Linked DNA regions of Mus musculus: region 1 is linked to region 2. A link is a contact called in public Hi-C data. All regions are on one chromosome and are shown on one strand. Each heading gives the region's core, a stretch centred on a gene start, on an enhancer-like site or on the middle of the called end of the contact. The rest is flanking DNA. Distances are from core to core; before and after follow the strand shown. Region 1 overlaps Plekha5 (pleckstrin homology domain containing, family A member 5). Region 2 overlaps Gm38917 (a long non-coding RNA gene).

The links. A called contact is a pair of places that touch in the nucleus more often than the background predicts.
Region 1: a contact with region 2 is called in a Hi-C map of the N1E-115 cell line, with 3 times the contacts expected there. The contact joins two enhancer-like sites. A contact is called at or near these places in 2 of 484 Hi-C or Micro-C datasets (the N1E-115 cell line and nephron progenitors), 1 of 115 datasets of contacts at active chromatin or transcription factors (embryonic stem cells) and 1 of 9 other capture datasets (embryonic stem cells).

The regions. Positions count from the first base shown.
Region 1 is chr6:140,462,991-140,469,831 of GRCm38.p6, reverse strand. All of the region lies in intron 3 of Plekha5 (pleckstrin homology domain containing, family A member 5), which reads right to left. Among named protein-coding and RNA genes, the nearest start is that of Plekha5, 42 kb to the right of the region's middle. Within about 2 kb of position 3,346, at least 76 of the 459 cell types and tissues checked have an H3K27ac peak or open chromatin away from gene starts, as enhancers often do. A contact at or near this core is called in the N1E-115 cell line, where this site is marked.
Region 2 is chr6:140,277,491-140,284,597 of GRCm38.p6, reverse strand. The region is part of intron 2 of Gm38917 (a long non-coding RNA gene); the gene reads left to right. Among named protein-coding and RNA genes, the nearest start is that of Gm38917, 4.7 kb to the left of the region's middle. Within about 2 kb of position 3,582, at least 40 of the 459 cell types and tissues checked have an H3K27ac peak or open chromatin away from gene starts, as enhancers often do. A contact at or near this core is called in the N1E-115 cell line, where this site is marked.

The DNA.
Region 1 (6,841 bases), core at 2,097-4,596, 190 kb before region 2:
CTTTTGTAACACACACTGTGTGTATATATGTGTGTACACATGTGCGTGCACACACACACTTTCACATGAATATTTTTCAGTATCACCTTTCATTTTATTAGTGGTGCGTTAGGTATTCAGTCAGTCTTTACTTCAATATATTATTGCGGCTCAGTAAGACATTTCAAGTGCCTTCAGACAACACAGTAGCACTGTTTTAGTACATTTAGTAATAGTCGCCATCTCAATTAGTCAGCCAAATTTAATTATGGCTTATACCCTTACTATGTAGCTCTGTCAAATATTCTAGATCCTTCTGTTTCTTTCTATCTACTTCATGCCTGCTCATTCACATAGAGACATTTTATTAGAGAAGGAAGTGTTCTTTTGAATCTATTTTCTAGAATAGTGAAAGAATTTAAATTAATCTCTGTTTAATAATTACAAGAAGTGGGAAATGTTGGGCCAATATGTCCTTTCAACTATCTTCCTACCCAAGTAAAGCACACAGATTTCAGAACAGTGCTTCTGAGACCTGACTGGGTGTGGCTGTCATCTGTGTAGTTCTGTAAAAACAGATCCTGAGCTCAGCAGCTAAGAGCACCAGCTGCTCTTCCACGGGACCTGGGTTCAATTCCCAGCACCCACATGGCAGTTTACAACTGTCTGTAAGGCCTGTTCCAGGGATCTGACACCTCCACAGACACACATGCAGGAAAAATACCAATGTACATTCAATAAAAACAGACAAATTTAAAGATCGACTGGCAGGCTCTGCATCATAAGTGTCTGACTGGCTTGGTCTCGGGAGGATTGAATGCTTCAAGGAAAACCAGTGACTATGAAGTGCAATGTGAAACATCCGCTTAGAAAGTAGAAGAACAAATGACATTTCAGACATGCGTTGTCCTTCCGAAAAGACTTATCTGTTTATGTAGTTTATTATGATGTGTGTGCCCCCACCTGAATGTATGCATGTGCAGCACATGTGTGCAGGCACCCTGAGAGGCCAGAAGAGGGCATTAGATCTACTGGAGCTGGTATAGGAGGCTGTGAGTTCCCTGATACAAAGGCAGGAAACTGAATTTGGGTCCTCTGCAAGAACAGTATGTGCTCTGAACCATAAAGCTATCATCCTAGCTCCAGTTTTTATTTTCAAAGGCTGTATTCTTATTTATGTGTATCTGTGTGTGTTTGTGTGAATGTATGCCACACATGTAGGTGCCTGAGGCCAGAGGAGGTCACTGGATCCCCTGGACCTTACAGGCAGTTGTGAGCTGCCTGGAGGTGCTGGGGACTGAATTTAGGTCTTCTGAAAGAGCAGCAAGCATTCTTGCTCTTAACTTTCCTGCTCCAAGTCACGGATCTTTATGTTTCTCTTCTATGCTCAAACATTTGATCAAAACAAGCCTATGCTACTGGCACACTTTAAATCATCATTGCATTCCACATCTTTGAAAGCACAATTACAATATTCCCATCTTTTGGGAGAGCAGGGACAAATGGATAGTCCTCGAATTGGAAATTCTCTAAAATGTAGTTTGCAAGTGTGAAATTCTGACATCAAAAGCTGATCTGTATGCTGGATGAGGGGGCACGTACCAAAAATCCAGCGATGGTCAGGAGGGAGGGTTGCTGTCTGAGGCTGGCCTGGACAACAACGCAAGGTCGAGGCCAGCCTTGATTATGTAACGAGATCTTGTCAAACAGTAAAATGGAAGACAAGATACTGTAAACTGGGCTGGGCACGTAGCTCACTGGGTAGAACGCTTGCCTGGCACGCATGCCTCCCTGGGTCTGATCCCCAGCACCTCAGGCCAGCTCAGACTAGCGATGCCAGCGCTGAGAGCAGAGACAGCTGAAGCATGGAAACAGTCACGGTCAAGGCAGAGCCAGCCCGGAAAACCAAAGGCTGACTCAGTAAGAACTGATGGATGGACAGACGGATGGACAACCAAGCAAGCCAAGGTCTTCTTACTTTTACTCTTGAGTATATAACAAGAGTCCCTCCCTAGCTGCTTGCTGCCAATGTAAAACTCATTTCACAATCACTCCACAAACCAAGCCTCACAGTCTTACTATTGTATATGAAGAACCCCAGACTTTCCATGCCTCAGCCCCAAGAGTGAGCCCCTGTGAAAGAAGCAAGAGTCTCTCCACAAACCTACGAAGTAATTGGAGAATGAAAATGCCTGTGATTACAGTTGAACGGCCTAGTCTTTCAAAGTACTAACTTCCATCTAACAGTGATTTCAAGTCTATGTTCAACAGCTAAGCCCTTCTGCACTTGTCCAGCACACACAGTGACTCTCCAAGCTAATAGTTGAGATTTCCTGATGACCTCAGAGACTGCACACTTTCAAACATCACTGGATCACTGAACGATAGAAGAACAAGTGACATAACTTCCACTGTGTGTACAACCAGGTGTAAGAGCAAGGTATATAACCTCCACTGTGTATGTATGGGTCTCAAATCAACTAATGACACATTTCATTATATTTTTGTTTCATTCTATCCATTCCACATTTTTTCTCTGTATTTAACTTTCATGAAAATGAGCTGTCCATATTGAGTTCTTATAAATAAGAGGCTAAATGTCAACTGCCTTGACATTAACTTGCCTATAAGTAGTGTAACAATCCCACCTCTGCGCCAGAGGCCAGAGGGAAAATCTGTCACCACGCATTTATAATTAACCCGTCCTCGGTTCTTTACTTCAGCTGTTTCTCAGGTTCCTTTACAGTGCTTAGTCATGTGCTAAGTTCAGGAGACTGAGGTCATATGGTGCCTCACTTGCCTTCTCTTATGAGTGTAACATACGCGATTTATATAATTGGTAGGCTACATGGGGGCTCCCCCACTAAAGCATAGACTAGAAGAATAAAAAAAGCATTTGGGAGTGACTGCACTTGTATAAAATAACTATCTTCATATAAAAAAAAAATCAACCTGTGAAACAGATTTCTCAGTGCAAAAGAACTAAATGTCTTGTTTTAAAATGTAATGTAATCATGTGTGAGTCATCAGATTTCTGAGAGGCAACTCTGCCTGTAATTAAAATATTACAAATGTAAGATTCCCCTCTTCTTTATTCTAAGTATTTGGTTTCTTGTTCCCAAGCAGAGTGAACCAATAATCTCGTAGACTTCTAGAGTTCAATAAATGTGACTAACATAGAACATATATAAAGTTGCCACTCCCTATTAATAAGTAACTACATTTACTTTCCTTTTAAAGAAAGCAATACACTGATATTTTACCTAGAATTCTGTCACAGGGGTGAGGAAACCAACACCCAGTGAGCCGGAGAGGAAGGAAGGCAGAGTGCAGCCTCAGCCCTTCCACTTCATGACCAGGAGAGAGCGACGTCACCCACGAAAGCCACTGAGTCCTCCAAAGGTGCTTGTTACTGTTCTGTGTTTTATGACACAGCACATTTTTATTGTTTCACTATGGAAACCAAGGCCAGGCTGCACTTCACAGGGCCCCGCTCTCCAGCTGTGTATTAGGTACTGAGTTTCTTTCTTGACCTGGCCAGGGCTCAATAATCCCTGAATATACCTGTATTTAACTCAATGACAGGACACATCTCTGGTTTCAGCTTTTTCTGTTGTATTTAACCAGAGAACAATGAATTGTGAACAAAGTGTAACACAGAGATAGGAGCCACACCCATCTTTCTGTGCACACTCCATCCCAAGCCCGTGGAGTGCCAGCAGCACCCTCCCCACACTTTCCTAAAAGGCACACAGCACACGATGAGATGGTAACTTGGGCAGTAGACAGCTCTTAGGGTTGAAGGTGAGTGTTCACAATTTTTAAAACCCAACCATGACACACCACGTCACACAAAGCACGTCACAACCTGAGTTGCTGTAAGGAAGGTTCTGCTGGTTTGCAAAGCTTGCATCCCCACAGTCGGCCCATCAAGGCAGGCCTGCCATTAGTCACACATAAGCTGATGATGGGCACTGCTCGAGTCAGAGGCATTGATGATGGAACAAACGCCCACCACAGCAAAGGCAAAATCCATACTTTCTGAGAAGTCACTAATTATTACTTTCTGAGTTAAACATGCACCTGCAAGTTACAATGGATGAAAGCACACTAGCACCATTTGGCACAGGTCTGATTGTTCCCCACTGCCAACTGAAATGTACCATGGAGGCAACAACGGAGGCATGGCAGAGTTCGGGCTCAGTGACTGCTGAGTGCTTTCAAAAGACGACATTATCAAACACCACCAAAAGTTAAGTGCAAAGCTTCTTCCTTAGGGCCACCGAATGATAATCGTTCTCTAAGTAGTCAACAGAGACCAACTAACCAGCTAATGAATAGCTGGTCCCTGAGAGCCAATGCTTCTCTTCTGGTGCTGGACGAAGGCTGGGCCTCTCTACACTTGTGCTCTTCAGTCCCTGTATCGCCATGAAGTCTCCTTCTGTCAAACTGGACTGTGGGTGAGTTTTCAGGCTTCACTCATGGAGAACAAATCACTTTGCATCTGAGGAATTATTCCTGAGCTGCAATGGCTATGTGTATTCATTTTACACTTTGAAAATCTGTGAGAAAATAATTGTCTCAAACTCAAATTTCATGTAGGTGGGGAAAAAAAAATCGCTGCTATAGCAACTGTAGGTTCTGTTTATGGGAATGAAAGGTGAAAAATTTACATTTCTAACACTTAAAAATTAAATATCTGATTTGTGATGGCTGAGAATGCACTGGGCCTCTCAGCAGACAATGCATGGTGCTGTGTACATGGTCGGGCGGATCACTGGGAGTCACACATCTCACTTGAGGCTACAGCAGGCCTACTCTTCTTCTGCCTCATGTTCCTTGGAGTCAGTCACGGAACACAGCAGCTTCCAACAGCGACTTTGCATTTCTGAGGTCTTATTGCTAATGCGAAGCATTCCTGTGGAAGGGCTGGTGCTAGCATCAGTCTCGCTTCATCCTTACTTGTGCCTGGCTCCAAGAAAGGAGCATACTTTTCTGTGAAGACCATTTTCTTCTTCTAATGGGTAGGGGCTGAAAACCCCTGGGGAAACAGGAAGTTTAGTAAATGTGACAAACTGCTATGAGCTAGAGAGGAAATCAGCAGCCACCTTGGCTATAATTTTCTCCTTCTTTTGCCCAGGTACAAAGAGCCCTGCAAGATGCAGGGAAGAACAACGGACCAGCACTCAACCCCAAAGCCTGCGGCCCATTCAACATGTCTACAGATGCCACGCCTCGAGAACACCACCTGAGAGAATGGTGGTTGGTGTGCGGGGCTTCTAGAGGGTCTGTGTTCATGACCCACAGCACTGGGAAGGAACTGTGCCTCACACACCTGCATGTGCTAGTGAGCCACGGTGGCCTGTTTGGTCTTGAGCAGTTATGGTCTGGTTCCTAGTTACGGGTTTCATCTGCACTGCTGTAGTTGCAGAACAATTTCCTTTGTGGTGATGCAGGAGGAATGGGGCCAAGCACGCACTTACAACGAGCTCTGCTACTAAGTGACGCTCCAAGGCCTGAGCAACCTCCCATTTTTCATCGACCAAACTTCTAGAAGTGACCATTGGAATCTGCCTAGTGGCTGTTTTCTGAACACTGCATTGTGTTACTTGGGTGTAACTTGCCTCGTATGATCTGCAAATATGTTCCCCAAGACTATTTTCTTTCTCTTCTCTTTTTCTAAAGGTCTTATTTTTATTTATATGGGTAATTTGTCAGCATCTGCATCTGCACACCAGAAGAGGGCGTCAGATCCTAAGGGGTTATAGTTACAGTCAGTTCTGAGTTTCCAGGTGGGTGCTAAGAATTGAACTCAGGACTCCTGGAAGAAGAGCCAGTGCTCTTAACTGCTGAGCCATCTCTCCAGCCCTCTCTTTTACAATGTAAAACACCATTAATTTTGACAATTTCAACTTATTTTTCCTATGTCTGCACTATACTTTGGGTATCATTTCTTTTTCCATTAATTTCATAGCTTTAGTTTTCATTATAGGACTTTACAAATTGTTTATTTCATCCCTTCAGTTCATCTCTGCCCTCGTTCTTCCATCTGTCCATTTTCAGTAGCTTCCTTTCCACTTCCATACACATCTTTTCCAAACACATCTTGTTCCTCTCACATAGTCTCCTATAAAGTTTCATGGTCTATTTTGGCATCATTTCTAAGAAATCTTTACATATTTTAAGATCACAAAAATTATCTGATATATTTTCTTCCAACAGTTTTAAAAGTTTTAAATCGAGGTCAATGTTGTATTTTTTTATAATTTTAATTAAAAATTATTTTTCCATAGCTTAATACCAAACTCAGAGCCCCATACATGCTAAGCGGGTACTCTACCACTGAAGCACAAGTCAGCCCCATTTTTGTTTTTGTGAAATATATTAATATATAATAATATACCATACATAATTATGAAGTATATTCATACATAATATATAGCATATATTATATTTGCAGGGGCTAGGAGTAGTAACGCACACCTTTAACCCCGGCACTCAGGAGGCAGGGATAGGATGATCTCTAAGTTTGAGGCCAGCTTGGTCTACACAGTGGGGTTCAGGACAGCCAAAGATGTGTAGAAAAACCCTGTCTCAAACCAAACCAAACCCACACAAGTGCCGCATGAGAGTGTGAGCTCTCTCACGGGCCCAGGCCCACCCTCCCAGCGGGCGGGCTCCTTGGCTCAGCATCCCCAGGACAGCCACTTCTCCCACTGCAGCAATGTTGTAGCTTTCTCCATACACAGCACCTTACGAAGTGTGTGTATTAAGTCGAGTATGTGCATGGCTTTGCACTCCTTTCTAGATACATATGTATGAATGTATACACACACACAGTCACGCGTATATATAGACATTT
Region 2 (7,107 bases), core at 2,333-4,832:
TTTCTGGGTCAGGTCTTATCTTATAATTTACCCCCTTTTCCTATCTATTGCCTGCTTCCTAACTATGGCAGCAAGGTGAGCACTACCCCATGCTCCTATGGCTCTGTGTTCCCACCCACCCTGATGGTCTCTAATCCCCTCACACTGTAGCCAACATAGCCACCCCATCAGGTATTTGGTCACAGCAAGGAGAAAAGTTTGTAATATGGTCTGTTTTCTCAATCCCATAAAGCTTATCATGGCGTATCGCGCACCTACTAATTACCCCTACTTCTATTATAGCTTCTTTTTGACATGCCTCAACCTTAATTGTAGGTTCTATTCCTTCGCCAGAGATCAGCTCCTGAAATCCAATGCCGGGCTGTAAATGGCCTTCCTTACCTTGGTTTTCTTGCTGTCCGTCATTATCTTAGAACCTTGCTCGGCACTCTGTACATGTGAGATATTTATCTTGGAATAAGTCACTCACTAATCCCCCCCCCCCAATTCCCTTCTCTCAAGGAAGTAGTGGTGGCGTTTCCTGAGTCACCTACACCCCTCTTAGCATCCCACGAGCTGACTGGTGTGCTTTCTATGCGGCCGGCTGGGTTTAGAAGTTTAACGTGCATCTTCAGGATGGTGGTTTTGTCTAAATGAAGTTAATGGGCCCATGTGGGGGTTAAATAGATACCTTTGCCTTCATTAACGCCTTGCTCTTATCTGTTGAGCTTTGCCTGGGTGCACACACGTCTTCTTAAAGAGCCTCAAGCTTCTATGGGAAGTGAAAACTTGTTGCTCGTTAAACTTGGACGTTGAAAGCTGGACTTCTCTAGAAACTATTGTCCTTTCACAGAAGAGCCTGGGATGGTCACAGGGACAGATCTTGACTTACTTCTAAAATCAGACAATAAGAGCTCACAGAGAGGACCAGCTACCTGGCAGATGTTTTAAATAGAGTCTGGAAAACTCCACGGTGCATTCAATAAAAGATTCAGACAAATAAATGAACCAACAAAGAAACCCAAACTCTACGATGAACAGCCATGGTGCTCTATATTGTATATAAGTCTAGCAATTGAGAGGCTGAGGCGGGAGGACTACCATGAATTTGATGGAGGCCAGCTGGACTCTATAGTGAGTCCCAGCCTTTTTGGTCTTCAGAATGAGAGACTTTGTCTCAAAACCAAACCAAACAACCAAATAAGCTAGATACAGTGGTGTATATCTGTAATCCCATACTTGGAATTTTTAAAATAATAATGGCCAATTTTTCTGTCATGTTGATGCTTTTGATGCAGTTCTCCCCGAATGTGGGGCTCTGAGGGCAGCAAGACTACATCTGAGGGCCCTTTTTAACAAGTCTGAGAGGTTTGTGAAGGGAAACAATGGGGAAATATTCATTAACTCTAAGCCCTGAGGGGAAAGGTCAAGGCAGGTTATTCAGGGAGCAGTGTCTAAAAGGGCGCATGCAATCTTTTAATGGAATGAGAATAGTGGCAGAAAGTATTTTTAGAACAAAGGGTGAAGTTTTGGGGGTTAAACACAATTGCATCCAGAAGATGAATATCTTTTTTCTCTGTTTCTATCGGAAAAGTTACACTTAAAATATTGATTATCGTTATTTTTAATTTATGTTTATCCATAGGCATGAGTGTATGACACACTACAGTGCCTGTTGAGGCCAGGAGAGGGTGTCAGGTTCTCCGAGCTGCAGTTACAGGAGGTTGTGAGCCAGCCCTTTGGGTGCTGGGAACAAGACTCTGGCTTCTGACTGAGCAGCAAGTGCTTGTAACAGCCAAGATGTCGCGCCAGCTCCTCCTTGTTCTTCATACTGACTGGATTAGACAGTTTGATAACCGCACCATCTCAAATAACTTCTTTACATATTTGTCCTAATCAGAAGAGCTGAAGGTGCCCTGAAATTCCCCATAGCGCTTCAAATAAAATGGTACAATACTTTCAAAGGGGAAACAGAAACAGATAGTTAATTGATTTTTTTTTTTAAATAGCGTTTGCTGGGTTAAGTGCCTAGAAGAAAATTCTTAGGAAGAAAGCTCAAACTTCAAACTGCATCTATCTGATCCAGACCGCAGCAGACCTGACATCCCTCCTGGCAGCATCCATCCATCCGGTCCAGAACTGGGAATACCAAACACACAGCTGTGCGCGAGAACGGATGTGTTGACATCAGCTTTCAGTTTTTGTGCGATTCTGACAAGAGCTTTCTTCTTTTGTGACTGCCCCAACTGTTCCTCCCAGGCAGAAGGCAAGCAGCACTCCAAATTCACAGCAGTGTCCCCAGTTAGGGGACCTTGGAGCCATCCACATCGTGGGCACTTCAATGCTCTTTCAAAAGAATCAAGCAAGCCTAGCTTTCACAGTGGGCCTGACACTCGATGGCCACAAAACAGGAAGCTTTTCCTCTGAGCTATGCTATTTGCCGACTGATTTTATTTTTAAATCCACCCAGCGGACCGTCCTGTAAAGATGAAGCAGAAGGCTTTGTACCCCCAAATGAATCTTGCCACTTAATGAACGCATTTGCAAACTAATAATCTACTGGGCAGTCAGGCACCGTGAACCTAACTTAATTTCACTGGACTATAAATAGTCTGGTCAAGGGGCGGGGTCATGCCGAGGGCTTTCTAAATGCAGTGCCTTTAAAGCTGGCAGATGTTTTGAAGTCTTACTCTCTAATGTCTAATGTAATTATGAGTTAATTGGGACTAAAATGAAATTCGGCCAAAGGAGGATGATATTCGAAGGCCCTGCCTGTCTTGGAACAGTATTTCTTAGTGGAAATACAAAGGCTTTTTGTCTTTTTAGTTTTCCTAGAATTCGCTTCTGAGTGGCGGGGTAGCGCGCCTCGTATACCTGTATTCCACCGAGGCACGTTAATTCTGAAGTAATGAGTGCAAATGAATGGGCTTATTGCCTGATTCCAGTTGTTTAATGCAGTCAAGGGTGGATTGTTCTGTGACTTTAAGGCTGGTTTATCACTGAGTTGCAAGCCTGTGGGCTCTTTTGGCCTTGAAAGTAAAACCAAGTAAAATGTGCAGGTAAAATACATTAGGGAGTAATTTGCTTCCTTTCATAAGTGAGGAGAGCTTCCAGTGGCTCCTGCTCCACCCCATTCTCACTTGATCCCTGCCCTCACATCGCTCCACCCCTCCCCGCCCCTCCCCCACTCCCACTGCACCCTCCCTCCCTCCCCACCCTCACCTCACCCCCATTAGCACACAGGTCTCACACATCCCAACCTGGCCTAGAATTTGACACATAGCCTAAGGACTGGCCTTGAACTCCCAATCTTTCTTCCTCCACCGCCCCAGAACTGGGATTCCAGGTGTGTACCAACACACCCAGTTAATGGGAACAGAGCCAAGGGCCTCCGGATGCTGGGCCAGCCCTCTCCCTCCGGAGCTGCAACCCAGCTCTGGCTTTGTCCACAGCAGCTTTGAGAAGCTGGGAGTTTAGATTAAAGCCTGATGAAGGAGTTGTTTACCCGATGAAAAGTGTCTGGAGTTCTCCGGAGTGTGGCATCCACATAAGCTGCTCTTATAACTAGAGCCACGGCCCAGCCACTGTCTAACTGTCATTACAACATCCTGGAAGAAGCGGGGCCAGGTGTGGTTGATGATTTACCATTTTTCTGGACAAACACTGAGCCCACATTGCACTTTGTCCTGGGAACTATGACTGGCAGATTTGCTACATTGTAACCAATTTCTCTTTGAATTAAGGAAGCTGCTTTTGCTGTTTCATGGACTTCAGAATCTCCTCTCCTATATGGATAGCTGGCAAATCTTTTAAGCCAGGGCTTGTGTCTGGCTAGATTTTATTTCCGTGGAAAAGAACATGTGTACCTGATGAATATTTGGTTACAAGAGAAGCAAGATAATTGGAGTCTGATTATCAGCTCTTGAATTGATTGTTATTATTTTATGTGCATGGGGTGTTTGTATGCATGAAAATCTGTGCATGCTATGTGTACCTGATATCTGGAGACCACTAGAGAGCACTAGAGCCTCTGAACTTGAGTTAGGAACAGTTGTGAGCCACCATGTGGATGCTGGAAATTGAACCTGGGTCCTCTGGAAGAACAGCTAGAGTTCTTAACTGCTGAGCCATCTCTCCAGCCTCATTTTATTTTTAAGATTTCATTATGATTATTTTAAAATTATGTGTCTATGCGTGTGTCTGTGGATAGGGGTGTGTGCACCTGAGTAGAGGTGCCCTTGCAGTCCAGAAGAGGGTATCTGAGCCCCTGGAGCTGGAGTTGTAGGTGACTGTGAGCCACTGGGTCTGGTTAGTGAGAAATGAATTTGGGTCCTCTGGAAGAGTAGTATTCACTCTTAACTGCTGAGCCATTCCATCAGCTCCACCCACCCCCACCCCAATTGATCTTTTTAAAATGTTGCAATAGAGAGTAACTTTAGACTGATAAAAACGTCCATGCAAACAACAAACGAACATCTATAAATAGCACTCAGCTCATGTTAAATGCAACATGCCACAAACCAGGGACTTCCATGGTAATTATCCAAGACTCATGCTTTTAAACGTTTCTAGGGAGAATCAGCTCGCTCTGAAAGAGCCCGTGGTCTGGGTGAAATTGCAGAAAAGGTGTTGCGATTGCAATTAGTCTTCCCTGGTGGTAAATTCCCCAATGGCACCGTGCCGTCCCTTCTGCAAAATTAAATCTGCCTACTTTACAGAGCAGCCAAGACTCTGCAGGGTTTGGCTCTGTCTGGTGATTCTGGCCTCTTCAGTTCCAGGTTCCTTTCCTTAGCCCTGTTTCTTTGTCTAGCTGGATCCCACCTTTCTTTGGCCTGGGAGTGCAGCTCAGTTGATGGAGAGCTTGCCTAGCTAAGCCCTAGGTAAACCAGGCATGCTGCCACGTGCTTGTCAGTCCAGTGCTGGGGAGGTGGAAGCAGGAAGACCAGGAGTTGAAGGTTATCCTCAGCTACATAGTTGGAGGCCAGCCTGGGCTACAAGAGACCCTGTTTCAACCAACTGACCAATCAATCAACCAACCAGCCAACCAAGAACCACCAAGACAAAAGTTCATTTCTCTGGAAAACAGCTCCTCCCCTTTCCCCAAAGCCACGGCACCCAGCCATGGTACAGACATTAGCATTTTATAGACAGCAGGCACACTGAACTTTTAACATCATACAATGTTTGATTATTCCTTCCAGAACGTTCAAGTCCGCTACAGAGTTAAGATCACCCCTCGGCATGTGGTTCACTGGTATTTTATCCTGAGAGCAAAAGAAAAAAAGTCTGCTGTGGTTTGAGTGTTTGCGTCCCTTCGACAATTCATATTGTGAATGAAAAGCCCTGGAAAGGAGCTGTGTCCGCAGAGACTGGTGACTGATTAGAACTTCAGTCCTCCCCAGAGATTGGAGTACTGCGGGCCCAGAGGTTAATTTCCTTATCTTGGGCTAGTTCTAGCCCTCTGCAATGGCTAATCCTTGCCCGCCTCTGTGTCAGAACTAACATCTTGTGACTAATAGAAAACGACCCCTTAGAATGTATTATCTCGGAAGCTCCTACCAATCCAAGAGCTAAGAGTGTCAGCAGACAGCATCCTGGGTTTACAGACAAGCTCCTTGCATCTTGCTGTGCCTGCCTCTGCTGTGCACTCACCAACGGATTTTATTTAACCTTGCCTTGATTTATGACTTTCCTTGTTCTGTAAAACTATAAAAATGTCAGGAAGCTGCTTCCACATCGGAACATGGAATTTGGAGTTCCTGGGCTGTGGCTATTCAAAATGGCTACAGAATAAACTATCTCTTACTCCCTTTAAGATCAGAGAGTTGTTTGTTTTGTTTTGTTTTGTTTTAAATGTCAATAACCTCCACCCCCAGCCCCATTACAGCAGTGTTCAGAGATGTAACCTCTGGGAATGATCAGGCCCTTGGATCAGATGCCCTCAGAATTAGGCATTCGGGAACTAGCCCTTCTCTTTTCCCACATGAGGTCACAGGAGTGACTCCTCTAAAGGCATCGTCTTTGAATGGTGGAATGAATCCTCAGTGGACACTAGATTTGTTTTGGACTTTGCAGCTTCAGGATGTGTGGGAAAAACTATTTTTTTTTGTAAATTACTGGGTCTAGAGTATTTTGTGATAGTAGCAAGAATAGTCTAAGATAAACAGTAAGTACCATGAATGTCTCTGGCCCATGTCTGTTAAATATGTAGACCAAAGAAAAATTTTTGGACACTTTATGGCAAACTGGTAGCCATCTTTAAAGTCCTTTCAGGGTAATAGGTTAGGAGCCAGGTTGACCCAGCCCTTTCCTTTGACAATCTTGCCAGAATTTAATGACAGTTTGGTCAGAGTGGCAAAGGACTGTGAGGTGATTTCTCTTTTCCCAGAAGGGAGTGTTTTCCTCTGTGTTCTCATTCCTCCTCGCTCACTGTTCTTGGAACACACGCATCTATCTCCATGGGTTTTTCTTCTCAGTTGAAATATTTCTCTGACATTATGAACTTCTTTGCAAACCCTCCGTAGACAGTGTGGCTTGCTTAGCCATGAGAAGCCCTTGAAGAGAAAGCACCACGTTACTGCTTTGATATTCATTTAACAGTTTAAGAGGCAAATGAATCCTTACCCTTCATGTGACTTTTAGCTTCTTAGCTGGCCTTGGAGAACACTAAAGCTAGATAGATACATAGATAGATGATGAATAGATAGATAGATAGATAGATAGATAGATATAGATAGATAATTGATAGATAGATAGATAGATAGATAGCACCCTTTCTTTCCACTCCAGGTTTTGGAAAGCGATCAGAGGCAGAAGAAGCCAGCAGGCACTCTGCTAAAGAGAGGTAAGTCAGAGTTATTTGTCTTGCCCTGTGTTGGGCAAATGCTTGACTTGAAGTTGCTCAATGGAGGAAGGGGCTTATTTTAGCTCATGAGGATACCGTTCATCATAACGGGAAGGCATCCACAATGGCAGCAGAGGGTACTTCCTCCTGTGTCTCGGAACAGGAAGCAGAGAGCAGACAGGAAGTGAGGCTATAGAACCTCGAGGCAAGCCCATCATTCCTCCCTCGCTCCACCTCTTGTAGGTTCACCGAAACAATACATCTGGCTACCAAGTGTTCAGACA